Regions from separate parts of the Sus scrofa genome. Here region 1 is linked to region 2. A link is a contact called in public HiChIP or PLAC-seq data. All regions are on one chromosome and are shown on one strand. Each heading gives the region's core, a stretch centred on a gene start, on an enhancer-like site or on the middle of the called end of the contact. The rest is flanking DNA. Distances are from core to core; before and after follow the strand shown.

The links. HiChIP or PLAC-seq counts read pairs in DNA pulled down with a chosen protein or histone mark.
Region 1: a contact with region 2 is called in an H3K27ac HiChIP or PLAC-seq map of alveolar macrophages. The contact joins two enhancer-like sites. A contact is called at or near these places in 1 of 5 promoter capture datasets (liver), 7 of 47 Hi-C or Micro-C datasets (embryonic fibroblasts, fetal skeletal muscle, heart right ventricle and 2 more) and 2 of 2 datasets of contacts at active chromatin or transcription factors (alveolar macrophages and skeletal muscle).

The regions. Positions count from the first base shown.
Region 1 is chr13:50,732,987-50,736,708 of Sscrofa11.1, reverse strand. All of the region lies in intron 4 of FRMD4B (FERM domain-containing protein 4B), which reads left to right. Among named protein-coding and RNA genes, the nearest start is that of LMOD3, 180 kb to the right of the region's middle. Within about 2 kb of position 2,083, at least 10 of the 83 cell types and tissues checked have an H3K27ac peak or open chromatin away from gene starts, as enhancers often do. A contact at or near this core is called in alveolar macrophages, where this site is marked.
Region 2 is chr13:50,559,411-50,563,173 of Sscrofa11.1, reverse strand. The region is part of intron 1 of LOC110256266 (a long non-coding RNA gene); the gene reads left to right. Among named protein-coding and RNA genes, the nearest start is that of LMOD3, 6.9 kb to the right of the region's middle. Within about 2 kb of position 2,478, at least 2 of the 83 cell types and tissues checked have an H3K27ac peak or open chromatin away from gene starts, as enhancers often do. A contact at or near this core is called in alveolar macrophages, where this site is marked.

The DNA.
Region 1 (3,722 bases), core at 834-3,333, 170 kb before region 2:
GCTTTATTGCACTGGAATGGTCCAGCAAAAAAGTAAATAAAGAGATAAATGAGAAAATACCAGAAATGGCAAATGCTTTGGAGGACATAAAATGAGAGGCCATGATCAAGAAAAGTTTGGGAGCAGTTTTAGACAGGATGGACCAGGACAGCTTCTAAAAGTTCATGGATAATAAAAAGCAAGAAGTAGAGTTCCCCAGTGGGTTGTTGTAAGGACCCAGTGTTGTCAGTGCTGTGGCTTGGCTTGCTTCTGTGGCACCAGTTTGATCCCTAGCCTGGGGAACTTCTTCATGCTAAAAGAAAAAAAATTAGAAGAAGGAATTCCCGTAGTAGCGCAGTGGGTTAAGGACTGATGTAGTGTCCCTGAGGATGCAGGTTCAATCCCTGGACTCAATTAGTAGGTTAAGGATCTGGCATTGCCACAAGCTATAGCATCAGTCACAGATGTGGCTCAGGTCTGGCGTTGCTGTGACTGTGGCACAGGCTGGCAGCTGCAGCTCCAGTTTGACCCCTAGAGTCTGTGGACTTCCATATGCTGATATACTGCACGTGTGTCCATTAAAAAAAAAAAAGAAGCAGCAGCAGTTCTGCAAAAGTCTGGACAGGCGTTCCCTACTAAAGCCAGTGCAAAAATGAGAATAAGCTTGACTTTTGGTTTTTTATGTTTCAGTTTTGAGAAAGGAAAAAAAAAGCCAATATGACTTGAATACAGAGAGTATGAGGAAAGTGGTACAATATAAGGTCGAGAGGTTAGCAGGGATAGAAATCATAGAAGCCTGGCAGCTCTGTGATCTTAGGCTTGGAAGCTTTGTGGTCTTAGACTTAACATATATGACACTCAAGTTTCCTCATCTGTACAATGGGCATAATAACAGTACCAAAATAACTACTATAAAAAGTACTAGAGAAGGTACATAGAAGAGGATCATAGTATTATTCTGTTAGGCAGGAAAGGGATGCAGAGTCCAGGCACATAGCAGCAAAAAAATAGCTGCTATGATAGCTGCCCATCCTATTGTTATCATCCTATTATTCATAGCCATGGCAGGAAAATGTGTTCTGAAGGAGGCTTAGGAGGACCTGGGTGGGAGCCCACACAGAAAGGTGACTGGGAGGGCAGATAGCCCTTAGGCAGAGGAGAGAGGACCTGACATTCCAGGGAAGAGTCGTTTTGTGTGCCGATGCACGGATGTGGTCGTGAACACGGTACATCTGTGCAGTGGGGTGGAAGGTGTCCTGATCGTGGAGTAAGATATAAGAGGCACAATCTCAGAGGTGAGCCTGAGAATCACGTAGATGGAAAAGGCACGCCGAGGCCACTGAAGGATGTTCTGCAGGGGAGTAGCCTGATTAATGACTGTGGTCTTGCAAGTTTCCCAGGCTACAGAGTTCATGGTGGGTTGGAAAAGCAGCCTGGTCACACGGCAGGCTGCTGGGAAAACTCCAAGCTCAGGTGAGCCTAACCAGGCAGGGCATAAATCAGGCGTTCAGACTCTAGGACCTTCTCTTCAGCAAGAAAGGAATACATCGTATGAATGACCTCCTTTCCTGACATGGGCCTCCTTCCCCTTAGTGTGCCTTGGGATGATTCCTTTCTAAATGCTCTGGTGGAAGAAGAATGTCTCACTCAAGTGCCTCCTCATCTATCCCCTTTGATGCCATTGGTCAGTGGAGGTAGTCTTTCCAAGAAACCTGGCTCCAAAATGTCCTTCATAACCTCCTCTGCCAGTGACAGCAGAGTCTGTATGTGAATTATGCTCAGTTTAGAAGGTGTCTTCTGGCCCCAGCTGTGTTTATTTTCAGAAGAAGAATGAGCTGGGCTTTTGGAGGGGGAGTGGGAGTTGGCCATCTCTACCTTTCTGGGGAACAGGTCTGGAAAATTGCTTCTGTTGAAGGGTGTCTCCTTGGAATGTCTTGGTCATAAGCCTAGTCCTTTTTCTCTGTCTGGTAAATATTTTTGGAAAGTATTTTCTTTCAGCACTCCCCTTCCCGCCCCGCTAAAACCACTGAGTCTGATCCCTCCCAGGATGCTGTCTGAGTTGCATTTTCCAGCCTAGATGCCACATCAGCTCTTTGCCTTTGGTGAACTTCTCTAAATAGAGTCAGGCAAAGCCAAGGGGGTGAAACCCTCGATGAAACCAGCCACTGTCTATATCACATTCCACAGGCCAAGAAGAGATGTGGAAAAATGGAGTTGTGCAGTTACATAATGAAAGTAGTGCTGGTGACCAACAAAAACAAATTTGTGGTCCTATCAGAGGGAGAGGTTAGCTCCTGAGCTCAGGCTAATTAGTACCTGCTGGCGTTCTGTGTGCAGGGTGAGTCTTTCACCCCTAGAGGGCAGTCACGGCCCTTCTGAGGCAGAAGTTCTGTTCACCCAAATGGTTCCCATCCCTTTCAGCCCAGTTAACTCCTTTCCTTCCCTTGTTTTGAAAGGATTTGCTGTATACGCTTTGTTTATTAAGAAATAAAAAAACAGGTTTCACAACACAATAGTGATTTTTGATCACCGTTCCATCCCATGAACCTGATGGGCCTTTGATACAATTCTAGCCAAAAAGGACACTTGCTTCAAAGTTGCCTAGCACAGCTGATAGAGGAGAATGTGTAGATTCAGCTATCTTTTTGAGTTATCAGTTAGATCTGTTCCATTTGCTGGTGGAAGAACTTGAAACAAGCAGGTTATAAGCAATAAGTGCTTTAGGATCTCATTGCAATAAGTGCTTTAGGATCTCATTTTAGTCTCAAGGATTAAAAAACAGCAGATTAACTTGGATTATATCTCAGCGATAAAGTTAGAGATAACTTTTACTTCTGCATCCTAACTTTATCCTATCAATTAAATTTTAGATGAGCTTTTTAAAAAATCTAATTTCTAGGTTTTTTTTTCTAAAAAATTATTTTAAATAGCTTCTTATAAAAACACAGTATCATAGCTGAGGCTGGTCTCTTTTGATTGAAGCAATTTGCTCTGTATCTCTCTGCAAGAATATCTAAGAATTCTAAGAATTTTCATTCATATATAGTAGTGCTTGAGTGTCTTCTATGGTTAATATAATTGATTTATGTTCTACATGTTATTATACAACTTGCTTCATTCTTGGACATCATTTCATACAAGTTCATATAAATATACATTATGCTTTTTAAATGATACCACATCTTCCTATATAAAAGCAAAACCAAAAAGGCAAAATTATTCTCACTTTCTGTGAGAAAACCTTTGAGACGTGATAGTGTACAATAATTCGTATACAAAAGATGTACATTTGAACATCTCTGATATTAGGTTATGTCTTTAAATCAGTTGCATTCTAAACTGAAATATGGTGTATTTCTTTTAACTTCTAGTCCCTGATATTTATATTTTTAATCCAAAAAAGCAGTAATTCTAAGAACCTTATGTTATGTCACTTGTATAAGCTTATTTACCTTCATAATATTCCTCTAAGGAAAGCTAGAAACAATTATCAGCCTCCGTCTAGTAGTTTCATAAACAAAGACATATCTTCTTCCTGCGTTAAAACTATTAAGTGACAGAAATCAAGCTAAAAGTTACGAGGATGGCAGATTCAGGAGTTCCTGTTGTGGCTCAGCCGATTAAGAACCTGACAGTGTGTCGGTGAGGATGAGGACTCGATCCCTGGCCTCGATCAATGGGTTAAGGATCCACCATTGCTGCACGCTGCAGCATAGGCAGCAGATTCAGCTCAGATCTGGTGT
Region 2 (3,763 bases), core at 1,229-3,728:
TCAGTGGGTTAAGGATCCGGCATTGCTGTGAGCTGCAGTGTAGGTCACAGACATGGCTTGGATCTTGCGTTGCTGTGGCTGTGGCATAGGCCAGCAGCTGCAGCTCTAATTCAATGCCTTAGTCTGGAACCTCCATATGCCACAGTTGTGGCCCAAAAAGACAAAAAAAAAAAGAAAGAAAAAAGAAAAAAAAGAAAGAAATCTTAGGCTTGCTTTATTTTTAAGTAGTTTGATATCTCTGCCTTTGATAATTCGAACCTTTGTCAAAGTAATTGGGAAATATCATATTCATGAGGTATCCAAAAAGAAAGACTTGGCATTTGCCTGCTGTGTTTCCAAATGTCATAGAAAACTAAGAATGAGTTGTTTTAAAAGATGGTGAAGTTTTAAGGGTGACAGTATTTGCTCTGCAAATCTGATTAGACCTGCATTTATTTTTCCTCTGTTATAGCAGGATGTTCATAGTCCAAGTTAGTAAGGAAATTAAAGCAATTATTCTGAAATTGATTTAAAGGTGATCTGGGGTTATTTTCTGTTTTTAAAAGAAAGTAGCATCCATTTGGTTTTCTGGACATAGAAAAAAGCTGGATCCAAAAATAAAAGAAATAAAAGAAAAATCATCTGTAATCCCTCCACTTGAGTTGTAACATTTTAGAGTATTTCCTTCCAGTCTTTTTTCTATGTAAACTCTTAAGATATATTATTTTCTTTGACTTTGTTAGATCATGATTTCACAAAATGTGTTCTGAGGAACATGACTCATGTTGTGTGGTAAAAAGCTGTTTGTGGTCATCAGTTCAGAAGACTGACTGATTTCTCAATTTAAAATGCACAGTTCTCGTTGGCATGTTCAAAACTTTGTGGTTAAGAAATATCTCTAAATTACTTGAAGGCAGCATTCTCCAGACCAATTTGATCCAAGAATCCTTTTATGATGTCTTAACATTTTCAATAGGTGTTTAATGATAGCACAGCTCTTGGTGATTACATTACTTGAATCTACCAATTTTCAGCCTCCCTTCCTTCCTCCCTTCCTTCCTCCTTCTTGCTTTCTTTTCTATCTCTCTCCCTCCCTCCCTTCCTTTTTTTTAAGGGCTGCACCTGTGGCTTATGGATGTTCCTAGGCTAGGGGTCGAATCAGAGCTGCAGCTGCTGGCCTACGCCACAGCCACTGCAACATGTGATCTGAGCCACATCTGTGACCCACCCTACAGCTCACGGCAATGCTGGATCCTCAACCCACTGAGCGAGGCCAGGGGTGGAACCTGTGTCCTCATAGGTACAAGTTGGTTTGTTTCCACTAAGCCACAAGGGAACTCTTCCTCATTTCTTACTTTCGTCAACAAACAAAGCAGCTGCTTCCCCTGCTATGTGATTCCAGTCTTTTAGATATGTGAGATGCCATTTATGCTGGACTGAGAAAGTTAATAGAGGACAGGGATTAAGAGCCCCCAATTTGGAGGCAGTCCTTAGCTCAATGGCCTATATTTCAGTTTTAATGTATGTAAAAGGAGGTAAATAATAAAAGTATCCACCATTCAAGATTGTGTGTGATGAAACTGACATATTATGGATAAAGCACTTAACACTGTCGTAGCAATATTAAAAAATGTTGGCAATGTGGCCTTAAAATTAATAGCAGTAGTTATAGCAGTAGACTGTCATACTAATGGTAATAATAGCAACAGTGCTAGTAATTGTAGCAGCAGTAGTAATATCGGTAGTAGCTGTACTAGTAGCAGTGGTGGTGATGGTAATAGCAATATTGTTAGTACCAGCTATATTTAGTGAAGTAGTAATATTAGTAGTAATAGCGTAAGAACATCCTCATACCTTCCGAAGTAATAGAATAAATTTACCTTTGAAATTAAGCCAAAATCAAATCAATTGAATAAGAATTGTGAGAAAGCTTATAAAGCCAAAGTAGTAAACATCTACTTGTAATTCACTCTACTCAGGTCTAGTAAGAGCAAAAGACAGGCTGGGCGTTTTGACTCTAGGGAAGCAATGGCTTCAAAAATGCAAGAGCGCCTTCTGAGGTAATGCAGCCATGGGTCAGGGAAATTTGAGGAGAGAGCTAGGCATTTATTTCACACTCCCAAAGTCTTCAGGCAACCTGCAGCCAGTGAGCAGAGTCATGGTGACCCAAATGGAATTGCATAAGAGAATAGCATGCCACAAACAGGACAGAACTGATTTATTTAGTAACATTTGGGAACCATTTATAGAAGTTGTGTCCATTTATAGTTAGTGTTTGGAGCTGATGAAAGAGATGGCTTATTCACCATCTTCCCTCTCCTGAATGAAGATGGGGGTGGAAAAGGAATAGATCTAAGGAAAAAGTGCTTCCTCTTACTGTTAAGGATTTTCATAAATGTATCAAGCTTTGAACATTTCTTTCTTTCTTTTTTTTTTTTTTCTGTCCTTTTGGGGCTATACCCACGGCACATGGAAGTTCCCAGGCTAGAGGTCGAATTGGAGCTGTAGCCGCTGGCGTACACCACAGCCACAGCAACGCCAGATCCGAGCCGATTCAGCAACCTACACCGCAGCTCACAGCAACACCAAATCCTTTATCCACTGAGCAAGGCTAGGGATCAAACTTTCATCCTCATGGATTCTAGTCAGGTTCTTGAACCACTGAGCCACAACGGGAACTCCTAAATATTTCTTTTAAATGTGTTTTAGGAGTTCCTGTCGTGGCTCAGCAGAAACAAATCTGACTAGCATCCATGAGGACATGGGTTCGATCCCTGGCCCTCCTCAGTGGATTAAGGATCGGGCATTGCTGTGAGCTGTGGTGTAGGCTAGCAGCTATAGCTCCGATTTGACCCCTAGCCTGGGAACCTCCATATAACTCTGGGTGCAGCCCTAAAAAGACAAAAAATAAAAATAAAAAAATAAAGTGTGTTTTATATGCTGTCTTGGAAAGAATAAAATTGAAAAGCCATGTACTTCTGTTTGAACAATATTTGCTAGGTACAGACAGAAAATAGTCACACAATTAATTTCTTTGTGAAAAGATAAGAATATACCTAATGTTGAATAAGCATTTAATGTGGATTATGTCCTTTAGTTTTTATTCAAAAATCCTATAACACAAGTATAAATGTACCATCCCACTTTTATCTAGATGAAGTAATGAGGCCCAGATGTTGACCTGCCCAGGACAGGGGAGGAAAAAATTCTTTTTCCTGCTCCCCTCTGGGTTTTCCAGCTGCGTCCCTGTCAATGGGACTGACAGAAGACTGAGTCACAAGAGAAAAGTGTACACATTTACTTAACACACGTGTTGCATGTGTGTCGCAAGAAAATGAAGACCCCCCCCCAAGAAAGGTTAAACTGGAGTGGTTTTTTCGTTGTTGTTGTTTTAGGGCCGCACCTGCGGCATATGGAAGTTCCCAGGCTAGGGGTCAAATTGGAGCTGTACCTGCCAGCCTACACCACAGCCACAGCAATGCCAGATCCTTAATCCACTGAGCAAGGTCAGGAATTGAACCCGCATCCTCATGGACACAAGTCAGATTCGTTACTGCTGAGCCGCAATGGGAACTCCTTAAACTTGAACGTTTTTTTTTGTTGTTGTTGTTGGTTGGTTGGTTTGGTTTGGTTTGGTTTGATTTTTTGGCTGTGCCTATGGCCTGTGCAAGCTTCCAGGCCAGAGATTGAACCCACACCACAGCACTGACCCAAGCCACTGCAGTTGTTGCCATAACTTGGCTTCTGCTCACTGGAGCCAAATAGAAATGTGGAGGAGGCAGAG